Regions from separate parts of the Mus musculus genome. Here region 1 is linked to region 2. A link is a contact called in public HiChIP or PLAC-seq data. All regions are on one chromosome and are shown on one strand. Each heading gives the region's core, a stretch centred on a gene start, on an enhancer-like site or on the middle of the called end of the contact. The rest is flanking DNA. Distances are from core to core; before and after follow the strand shown.

Region 1 (5,223 bases), core at 2,332-4,831, 160 kb after region 2:
TGCCCGCCGGCCTGCATGGTGACCCAGATTGAGAGGGCGCGGAATCCCAGGGTGCTCTGCAAGCTCCGTGCAGCCCTCGGTGCCTTTGCTCTGAAGTAAGCATGGACTAAGCCTGCTCTGTACTTGGCTGGGTGCAAGGTGCCCAGCTGGGGCAGCCGTGTCACCCCCCTCTGGTCCCACACAGGAAAAGGGAGCCACCAGGAGGGGACGGGAGGTGGGCATAGTTCACAGTTGGTCAGGGTGTTTGTTCCTAAGGGTTGGCAGAAGGTGTCAGCCAGGGAAACAGAGTTTCTGGTTGAGGTGACATTACCTCCCACAGGAACGACAAGGAAGGACATGGAAGCTGATCTAGGGCCTCTAAGAAACAAACACTTCAGGCAGAGGGACTAGTCCTTGCAGAGACCTTGAGGGGGCCGAGAACAAGGTCAGGGACAGGAATTCTGGGAGGAAGAGCTCTGGCCAAGCCGAGACTGAGGCTGGGTCCTGAGGGAGACGGATTGAAGGGAGACGTAGTTAGAGTTTCATCCCCGATTCCTGGTCAGGGTCTGCAGTGGATCCAGGACAAGCAGGGGCAGTGTTCATTGTCCTGTTTATAGCTCACAGGGGACATGCACCTTTCTGTGACTTGGAGATCCCTGGCACTGTATCCAGACCTCCAACCAAACTGCTGCTCTCTCAGATGGGCAACTGGGGCCCAAGAAGAGAACACCTCTCTCTCTCCAGGGTCTCACCTCTAGAATGCAGTGGAAATGGATCTGAGGCCCAGGTCTTTACCTCATTGAATTGAAGATGAGAAACAGGGAAAGAAAGAAAAGGAGGAGAGGAGAGGAGAAGGGAGGAGAGGGGAGAGGAAGGGAGGAGAAGAGGAGATTAGAAGAGGGGAGGAGACAATGGGAGGGGAGAGGGAGAGAGGAGGGGAAGGGAGGTGGAGATGGAAGTGGGGAAATGGGAGAGAGGAACACACAGGAGCCAGGCTGCACAGGCACTTCCTCTCACCCACAGGACATCTCCGGTCCATCTCAGCCACCGTCACAGATTAAAGTATTTCCCATAGAAACTCCATTTCTACTTCCGTTTAAACACGGGGCCCGGTGCCAGGCCATTAAGGGTTGGATCGGAAGTGTCCCCGAGAGCTTTGTTTTGAATACTTGAGCACCCCACGGGTGTTCTGAATTCTTATTTCCCAGCTGGCTTAACTGAGAAAATGCCTCCATATGATTGGCCTGCAGGCAAGTCTGTGGGGGCTTTTTTTTTCTTTTTAATTAGTGATTGATGTGGGAGGGTCCAGCCCACTGTGGGTGGCACCACCCCTGGGCAGGTGGGTCTGGGTTGGATAAAAAGGCAAACTGAGCAAGCTATGGGGAGCAGGCCAGTAAGAGGCGCTCCTCCATGGCCTCTGCTCAGTTCCTGCCTCCAGGTTCCTGGCCTGAGTTCCCGCAGGGATGGACTATGATCTGAGCGCTGAAACAAACCCTTTCCTCCTCAAGTTGCTCTTGCTTATGGTGTTTATCGCCGCCATAGAAACCTGACTGGACACAGACAAATCCCCAGAGCTCCCTGGCAGGCCAACCCATAGCCAAGTGGGTTTAGTGAGAGTCGCTATCTCAAAAACTAAGGTGGAGAAAGATAGAGGAACACACCCACATGTGGACCTTTGACCTCCACATGCACATACACGTGCACACACATGCCCCTGCGAACACACACACACACACACACACACACACACACACACACACACATGCACACACAGAATAATCCATGAAAAACAAGACAATTCCCTTTCCCTCTTTCCTCATAGTCCTTGCTGATTGTCACCCAGTGGGCTGAACCTCATGTCACACTAGAGGTCCTGCGTCTGAACACCTGTGGAGCTGTCAACATTATAGGACATTATAGGATACAGAGCCAGCTGCTACAGAGACTGAGAGAGGATCAGAAGTTAAAGGCTAGCCTGGTCAACTAACGAGACCCAATCTTAAAAGGGGGGACAAAAGAACCCTCATGTGGTAGATAATGGGGTGGGAGCATCAGGGGTAGGAGGTCTGGGAGGACACTCTGGCCAGGATGAAGCTGGGAAGCTAGGTCCTGGGAGGGGGGACACTTTGGTTGTAGAGGGCTTGTCTAGCAGTCACAAGGCCCAAGGTACAGCCACTAGTAAAGGTAAGGAGAGAAAGAGAGAGAGAGAGAGAGAGAGAGAGAGAGAGAGAGAGAGAGAACTAGAAAGGAGGGGAGAGCCAAGCAGGGGAGGAGAAGAAGAAGGAGACAGGATACAGCTGGATTTGACTTACAGATTAACAAGAAATGACTTCTTTGTCTATGTGCCCAAACAATGCTTGTGACTGACTCAGCCTGTTTTCTCTGGGGATCTGGTCCTGCATAGACAGAGACACACTAGAGCGTGTAAGTCTATGCTCAGCAACTCATCTAGGGGTGCTGCGTGCAAATCCCTCAGGAACCAGCCCTGGAGTCCAGGTCTTCCATACCAGCTGCATCACCAGGGCTAGCGAACAGTCTTCTCTGGGCTTCACACTTAGATGTCCATCTTAGATAGTGACAAGTGGCAGACTTGGGGAGCTCTGGGCAGAGCCTGGAGCTGTGTGTCTGATGAAGGGAAGAGCTTGCCAGTCATCTCCTGCGACCTGGCTCTAGCCAGTGAGACCACAAGAAGCCCTTCTGGGATTCATACTCTGAGAAGACCATGTCTCTTAAGGGCCAGGCAGTACTGTCCCCAATCTTCATTTTTGCCTTAGGCATCATAAGAATGTAGTGTTAGAATCTAGTGTGAGAGTCCAGCCTGGACACACCTGCAGTGGCTCCTCCCATTTCACAGACACCCACTGAGGCACTGTCTGGGAGTCAGTCCCTAGCCAGCAGACACCCCAGGGCCAGGACTTCCACCTGGGAAGTGAGTTTACATCAAGGGTATTGGTGTCCACGCATGAACTTGCACCCCATCCCTTGCCTCCTGTCTAGGAATCAGAGAACCTGGCTGTGGGCTTGTGCCAGATACAGAAATTTGACTGTCTCCCAGCAACCATGGTGGGGAATGGCACATCCACATCTGACCATTGCAAAATATTAAAGCAAATCCACCCTGGGCCCAATGTCATGGGCCATCCAGGATGACACTGCCTCCCTGGGGGACACTTGGTAGTGATGGAGTGTTCACTGACGGCCCTATTTAGGAAAGGACACCAGGACAAATATGCCTCTTCCTGTGCCCAGAACAGCGGAGAAAGATCGGGCCCAGCCTGCCAACAGGGTTGTGTCTGGCAGTGTCTGTGACCCTAGGGAGGCAGGGAGTCTGCTGGGCTCTAGGAGAAGTGTGACCCCCCCACCCATGCTAGGAAGTCTTTTACTTGCCCTCTGTCCCCTCAGCCACGTTTCCATCTGGGGACCGCCTACCTTGCCCATCTCTGAAGTAAACAGCCACATCCGCCCATCCCAAGGTGGTATAGGACACACTTCCAGGATGTCATACTCTGTCTGTCCCCCAGCCAGGCCCGTTTCCATGTGGTGGGTGCATTGCACAGTACCATCCGCCCCCAGGCGGTTCCAGCTGGAAGCCAGACAGGCCTTTTGCTCCTGGAATGCGGGACCCACGCCAAGCTGTGGAGAGGGCCGGCTGATAACGGAGTGCTGACCACTGCAGACTGCTTCCTAGAGAAATGCCTTCACCTCTTCTGCCCAAGTTCCCAGGATGTGGCAAGCCCCAAGATTCCTGGGTCAGTGGGGCAAATTTCCAGAATCTTCCATCCCAGCCTCACATATTCCCAAGAAAGTGTAACAAAAGCTTCCTGGCTGGGGAGTTCTGGGAGTCGATTAAAAAATGCAAGAGGGTATGCTGGCCACACTAAAGTGCTCTTTCTCTCTGGGTCCTCTTCTTGAGGGAAAATTGTTTGTTTACCCAGGGATGGTTATGCCCGCAGCCGTGGCTGCTCTATCCCTCCACCCACCAGCCCTGTGCCAGCACCTCATGGCCGTCAGTCACCAGCACATCTGTCTCTTTGCTCTGAGGGCCACACAAGACACACAGGAAGTGACTGAGCATCTGTGCCTTCAACAGCCATCTTCCTCACATTAATGAGCTGGGCAGGAGCTCACTACATCTCTCTGTCCCTCTTCCCGATATGACCACACTGAATAAGGCTCTTTTTCTATTTTCTACTTTAAAACTGGCTGAGACCGGTGGCTGAACCTAAGTTGAGGCAAAGGTTGTGAGCCCCAAGTTCGGTAATACCTAGGGGTTTGATGGAGCCTGGGTCTGTCCCATCCAGTCCCTGCTGCCTGGTGAGAATGTCTTGGAGGTTGTTTTGTGTTGTGTACGGGGACCAGGAACTCTCTGTGGGATTCAGTGGCCACTGGGCAGTGCCAGCTCTAGAATGGCCCTGCGAGGGCTGCCTTCCCCCATTAGCCTCGTGTCCCCATCCTTAACTTTCTGGTGACAGCCTCAGTCCCAGGTTGAGACCCAGGATTTTGTAGGTCAGATAGATGTGGCTGTCCCCACCCCATCCCCAAATGCCCAGGACTCAGAAGTTGGACAACACCAGACTTCAGGGAGACACTGGGCCCTGTGTTGAAGCCTCTACACCGCCCTGCCCTCTGTTCTCAAGAATCTACATCAGCGGTTCTCAACCTTCCTAATGCCGCGACCCTTTAACACAGTTCCTCATGTGGTGGTGACCCCCCACCATAACATTATTCTTGTTGCTACTTCATAACTGTAATTTTGCTACTGGTATGAATCATAAAGCAAATACCTGTATTTTTTTGATGGTCTTAGATGGCCCTTGTGAAGGAATCATTCACCTTTCAAAAGGGTCCCGGGACCACAGGACAAGAGCCACCCCCCTTATATGAGCTGTCTCCTGAGCTCCAGACCCCACTCACAGCTTCCCCAGGGCTTTGTGTTTCCTCCTCCAATCTGCTACCCAGGGCCCTGTGTGTTCAGACATCTCCCTGGGTGCCTGTTGCCCATCCCCGGCTGGGCATTCCCTCACTGTCCTTCCCCTGTGTGCATTGAATAGCACAAATCAGTAGGAAGCCAACGTGCTGCTGAACGATCTTGGGCTAAGAGCTAGGGTAGGGGGATGAGCTATTACTTTCGAACCCTGAACAAAACCTAGAGCAATCCCGGCTTCTATGGGCGTGTTGGAAAGTCCATGACATGTCTAAGCAGTAGGAAAGACTAGGGGCTGATTAGGACGCCTTGCTGGGACC
Region 2 (5,841 bases), core at 2,870-5,369:
CTGTGGTGCTTAGTGCCTGGTTTCCTACAGTGCCATAGACCTCCAAGTGACAAGCTGCTTACTGTCCTCCAGCTGGCTATCAGTGGACCCCGGGCCACGCCCATGGTTTGGCTGTGGGTTATGAAGGCACCATGCACATTTCTCAAATTCTCAAGCAAGCTCTGACCTCTGCACTTTTGTACCTGGGCAGCTAAGCCAGGCGTGGGTCCCTCTGTGACCAGCGCCAGTGGACAGCATGGGGGACAGACACAAGCAAGCCCCAGCAGCCAACCTGCTTGATCTCAGAGACCCTGTGGGCTCTAATTGTGAGTCATGGGTGGGCTACCTGATGGAGGTGGTCTCTTGGCATGAGAGCTCTGTTCCCTCCGCCCTCACATCCTCCTTTGTAACCCCAGGCAGGGCCTCAGGGCACGGAGAACTTCTCTCAGGCTATGGACAGGTGGATGGGAGGATCCAGTGGGTTGGACGAAAGGGATGACTCCAGGAGAAAGCAGGTCTCAGCTGGCCTCCTGGGAGGGGTAGAAGAGGATCAAACCCCTAGGGGGTTCCCAGCACCCCTTGTTCAGCATCCCAGGGACTGGTTCCTGGCTGTGTGGTCCTCTCTCATAGCTCCCATCGGTGTTCTGGCTTGGTTGATGCTTCCTTCTATTGCTAGCTTTATTAACCCCCACTCTTCAAGAACCTCAGCACACAAGCAAGGAGAAAGGGCTTTAAGGAGATCTGGGTGTCCAGCCTTCCTCACCCAGGAGCCTTTCCAGCCAGAGGCTAGCCCAACTGTCCACCATCTGCCCTATTCTAGTCTACTACTGATGGTCACGGCCAGGAGCCTCCAGCTTTGGGGGCTTCTGCTCTGGGGGTGTCTGGACCTAGAGAGCTGTAGTTTGTCAAGGCCACCCGTAGGCCCTTATTAAGACCTTATGCCATGTTCCAGGATTCTTCTGTCCTATAGCTTAGCAGACTTGGAGGTGAGGGGGTCCACATATGTGTACATATACATGTGTGCACATATGTGTGCAGGGGGGGCATGAGGGACCGCTGACACTTCCTGGACCAGACGAGACTGGCATCTAGGATGTGGGGAGGAGGCCTGGTGGAAGCTGTCAGGCTGCTGGCGGCCCTGGGGGATAGAAGCTTTCAGCCAGACCAGCTCTCTGGAATCTCAGACACCATGCAGGTGCAGAAAGAGTGGATTGTTTCTCTACCTGTGTGAGAAGCAGGCGATGCGTGGATGGTTCTGGAAGAACTCCCAGGACAGGAGGCCCAGTGGCCTCTGCGGAAGGAAGCTGGGGGCTGGAAGGGGAGGGAGTCTCTCTGAAGCCCTGCCCAAGGCCCTGGGGTCATATTCTGCCTGCAATTAGCTGTGTGGCCCTATGCCAGTGGTGCGCCCTCTCTGAGCTTCGGTTTCTCCATGTGTAAAGGGGGTGGGGGGCGCTCAGGGAGGCTCAGGCCTACAGAACCTACTCAATCTTGTGTTCCCAGGAGGACCGGAACCACACCTCAGCTCCCTGAAGGAGAGGGCAGTAGGTGCTGGTTTGGGTTGACCTAGCCAGGGCAGAGCTGGAAGAAAGGAGCAGGGTCCTGTCCAGGAGGAGGCTGGGAAGAAGACACCTGTCCCTGCCCTGTGCCCCTGGGGCTAGCCAGAAGAGTATCTACCCAGACCTCAGGCTGGAGACCAGGGGTCAGGTGGGCTGGGGGACAGGGACAGAGAAACAGAGAGAAAGGCAGAGTTAGCTAGGGGGACAGCAGCTGAGCTGTGTAGGGTGAGGGCAGGCTAGGTACCACATGCCCACTGGGAATGGAACAGGCGTCCATATGTGGGGACCCAGGTGGCACGGGCCTGGCCCTCCAGTCACCAGCCACTCCCTGTCTTTTTGTCCTCCTGGAGCTGTGGCTGCCTCTCCAGGGGGCCTCGTTAGAGGGCAACTGGGAAGGCCTCAGCACTGAGGTAATCACAGTCTGGAATGTTCTCTAGGAGGTCCAGGTGCAGGCGAATAGGTCCATCACGTCTTGGACTCCCAGGGCCTTGTGTGTCAGGACAGACATACCACTTTGTCCCAGAGCCCCCACACCCCCTTGACAGCTCTTCTCAGCTCCTTCCTAAAGCCTCCCATGGCTTCCCAAGCTGTAAACTGACCTCCCCTTTGCCCGGGGCCTTGAGTTGGGCCTCCAGCTCTGGCCTTTCTTCCTGGCCTCCTCTTTTGCCTTTTCTGAGACTGGGTCTTTCCACATTGCCATGGTTGGCCTTGTAATCACTTCTGGCCAGCAGGCCTTGAACTCAAGGCAATCCTCCTGCCTGTGATTTACCACCGCAGCTGGCTTGACCTCCTGCTATTTCCTGAACCTTCTGAATCTGACCCACCACAGGACCTTTGCACCTGTGAGTGCAGCCCGCGCATCCTTCAGCTCAAAGTCCCCACGAGGACTCAGAGAGGCCCACACTCCTCAGACTCCTCGGGCTGTCCAGGCTCTCTCCTCCCCGAGCTCAGCGCCCTCTGCTCTCTTATGAGTGTTGTTGGTTTTGTTTAGCCCAGGCTGACCTTGAACTCACTACATATCGAGGGATGACCTTGAATTCTTGGTTTTGCCTGCACCTGGGCTGGGATCCCAGGTCTATACCATCAGGCCTGGCTGTTGGCTCTTTTTTTCCCCAATTTTACTTTTACTCTCCTACTTTACTTTCTCAGTCTCTTTTAAAGACAGGGTCTCACGGGACCCAGCTTCTGCTCGATTGTCCCCCCTGCCTCAGCCTCCTGAGAAGCTGGGATTAGGGTTGTCTATTGCCAGGCCTGACTATTGCTGGAGAGTTAAAGTGACCAGGGCCCACTGCAGCAGGAGTGAGAGGTTAGGGGTGAGGGGTTAGGAGTGAGGGGTGAGGGATGAGGGTGAGGAGTGAGGATGAGGGATGAAGGATGAGGGTGAGGAGTGAGGGTGAGGGATGAGGGTGAGGAGTGAGGGTGAGGGATGAGGGTGAGGAGTGAGGATGAGGGATGAAGGTGGGGATGAGGGATGAGGGTGAGGAGTGAGGGTGAGGGATGAAGGTGAGGGATGAGGGGTGAGGGTGAGAGATGAAGGTGAGGAGTGAGGGTGAGGGATGAGGGTGAGGAGTGAGAGTGAGGGATGAGGGATGAAGGTGAGGGATGAGGGTGAGGAGTGAGGGGTGAGGGTGAGAGATGAAGATGAGGGATGAGGGTGAGGAGTGAGGGTGAGGGGTGAGGGTGAGGGTGAGGGATGAGGGATGAGGGTGAGGGATGAAGGTGAGGGATGAGGGGTGAGGGATGTGGGGTGAGGGTGAGAGATGAAGGTGAGGAGTGAGGGTGAGGGATGAGGGATGAGGGTGAGGGATGAAGGTGAGGGATGAGGGGTGAGGGTGAGAGATGAAGGTGAGGAGTGAGGGTGAGGGATGAGGGTGAGGAGTGAGAGTGAGGGATGAGGGATGAAGGTGAGGGATGAGGATGAGGAGTGAGGGGTGAGGGTGAGAGATGAAGATGAAGGATGAGGGTGAGGGATGAGGGTGAGGAGTGAGGGTGAGGGATGAAGGTGAGGAGTGAGGGTGAGGGATGAGGGATGAGGGGTGAGGGTGAGAGATGAAGATGAGGGATGAGGGTGAGGGATGAAGGTGAGGAATGGAGGTGAGAGTTGAAGGAGAGGGTGGAGGGTGAGAGTGAGAGATGAGGGCTGAGGGTAAGGGATGAAGGTGAGGGATGAGGGATGAAGGGTGAGGGTGAGGGGTGAGGAGGCTTAAGCCCTTTCTGATCCACCATGACTCCTTCATTTACATCCCGTGAAGTATCAAGAGTTTCTGGGGCTGTGGCTCACTTGGTAGCGTGCATGTGGCAAACCCTGGGCTTGGTCCTCAGTGCTCCATAAACCAGGTGTGGTAGTGCACGCCTGTAATCCCCGTACTCAGGCGGAGGTGGGACTTCAGGGTCATCCTTGGTCACACTAGGTTCTAGGCCAGCCTGGGCTACATGAGCCTGTCCTAAAGTTTCTCTCTCTGGGACGTGAGGAGTGGGCCCGCTCCCCAGGCGCACGCGCAGCAGTCAGAGCCTCCAGCCATGCTGAGTTCCCGGCTCACCCCGTCTCCACCCCGACCTCTGCCACAACTAGTGCAGCTCTGAGTGAATCACCCATGAGTCCTCTGGCCTCCAGCGACTCCCTTGCTCCCAGCCCTCTCTTTCTATTCTCTGTGTGCCTGATGAAACAAGAACCGCATCACAACTTTCTGTGCTCCAGAGCTTCCCGTGGCTCCTACTGCCTTAAAGATTAATCTTACAACCTGTAGATGCCGTGACACGAGTGGGCGACTCCTCCTCCTCCTCCCTCCCCTTCCCAGGCTACCTTTCCTGTCCCCTCCCCCCCACACTTGCCCCCTGTCTCCAGCTGAGGCTGCCTGGGTTCTTCCAGGGACACCTGCTAGCCTCAGGGTGTTTGCAAGGCTGCCTCCTCCACTTGGCGTGCTTTCTCCCTCCTCTTTCCCTAGCTTGCCTTGCTGATGGGGAGACCCTCTAGTAGCAGACCACCGGACTCTTTCTTAGGCCCCTGGGCCCACCTCTAGGGGCTGTGAGAGAAGACCTCTGAGGACAGGAGCCCTGTCACCTGGGAGCAGGGAGGATGTCAGGGCCAGCTGTTCACTCTCTGACAAGCTCCTGGGTCGTGAGGTCTCAGAAGCCTGGTGGCAGCTGAGCCCCATTCTGTCAGCACAGCCCGTGGCTTAGACTCTGCTGCTGTAAACTTGAACAGACCCATCCCCAGGGGGAGACTTTCTAGGTGCTCCCTGGTTTAGTCCTTGTAGGCCTCTGGATCCCCCACCCACCGTTGTCACAAAAGACTCCTTAGCTGACATTGTTCCACACCCCAGGATGCAAAGCAGGAATCCTGCTGACTGCTTTCTTGGAGTGTTCCCAGTGCACACTGCAAGGCTTGGTGCACAGTACATGCTCAATAAATGTTTGTTGAATGACTGAATAAAGACATAACAGAATGAGTTGGAGGTTGGGAGCAAGGTCACTGGTTCTCCCATCCACCACCAGCCTGGATCCTCACGGTGCCACCATGGCTGCCGAAGCACTTGCCATCTCTTCCACATGCGGTCAAGGCCAAGGCAGGGAAAGGTGCTCAGATACCCACTTAAGACTGAAGAAAGCAGCCAGGGAGTGTCCCATGTCTTAATCCCAGTACTTGTGAGGCAGAAGCAGTCAGATCTTTGTTAAGTTTGAGGCTAGCCTGGTCTATAGAGCTAGTTCCAGGACAGCCAGCGCTACACAGAGAAACCCTGTTCTCAAAACAAACAAAACAAAACAAAACACCAAAAAACAAAACTAAAAACAAAGCAAAAGAAAAAAAAAACAAAATAAAAAAACCGAAAAACCCCCAATGAGTGCCAGGGATGGAGAACAGAAGGGCCCTGGAGGGGAGCAAGGCAGAAGGCCTAGTGAGAAGGCCTAGTGAGCTAGGCATCCCATGCTGTCACCTGTCCCCCAACCCCGCACCTCCAGTAATGGCACTTTCACAGGACTATCCTCAGACACTGCACTCTGAAGTGACCACGGGTCCTATGACATCTGTGACGTGTATTCATCCTTGTGCAATGTTGGGGTGGGGGTGCAGACCACGACCTCGGAGAGAAGGAGGAGGCTGGTGCTCAGGTTATAGCAGGCTGGGGAGGGAGGGACCTGTCTGGGCAGAGTATCGGGTGTGTGTTCCACCACTGCTGGGAGGAGCTCTGGGTGTCCAGGGTACAGACTGCAGCTCTGTGTTCCACAAGAGCCACCCTACTTAATAACCACAGCTACTGGGGCCTGTGTGCTCCCCAGATGTGGGGCCAGCCCTGGGAGGGGGAGG

Evidence for each region. HiChIP or PLAC-seq counts read pairs in DNA pulled down with a chosen protein or histone mark.
Region 1: an HNF4G HiChIP or PLAC-seq map of pancreatic cancer cells shows a contact between it and region 2. The contact joins two enhancer-like sites. A contact is called at or near these places in 14 of 39 promoter capture datasets (the 3T3-L1 cell line, the C10 cell line, the HPC-7 cell line and 9 more), 11 of 484 Hi-C or Micro-C datasets (the AML12 cell line, adipose-derived mesenchymal stem cells, bone marrow-derived macrophages and 7 more), 19 of 115 datasets of contacts at active chromatin or transcription factors (the HPC-7 cell line, VIP interneurons, bone marrow-derived macrophages and 14 more) and 2 of 9 other capture datasets (bone marrow-derived macrophages and embryonic stem cells).

The regions. Positions count from the first base shown.
Region 1 is chr2:167,863,385-167,868,607 of GRCm38.p6, forward strand. It overlaps Gm32845 (a long non-coding RNA gene), which reads left to right. Exons shown (of 8, transcript XR_375289.3): 8 at 3,501-4,597. The region is part of intron 1 of Gm33033 (a long non-coding RNA gene); the gene reads right to left. Among named protein-coding and RNA genes, the nearest start is that of Gm32928, 7.1 kb to the right of the region's middle. Within about 2 kb of position 3,582, at least 68 of the 459 cell types and tissues checked have an H3K27ac peak or open chromatin away from gene starts, as enhancers often do. A contact at or near this core is called in pancreatic cancer cells, where this site is marked.
Region 2 is chr2:167,704,477-167,710,317 of GRCm38.p6, forward strand. No RefSeq gene overlaps it. Among named protein-coding and RNA genes, the nearest start is that of A530013C23Rik, 17 kb to the left of the region's middle. Within about 2 kb of position 4,120, at least 32 of the 459 cell types and tissues checked have an H3K27ac peak or open chromatin away from gene starts, as enhancers often do. A contact at or near this core is called in pancreatic cancer cells, where this site is marked.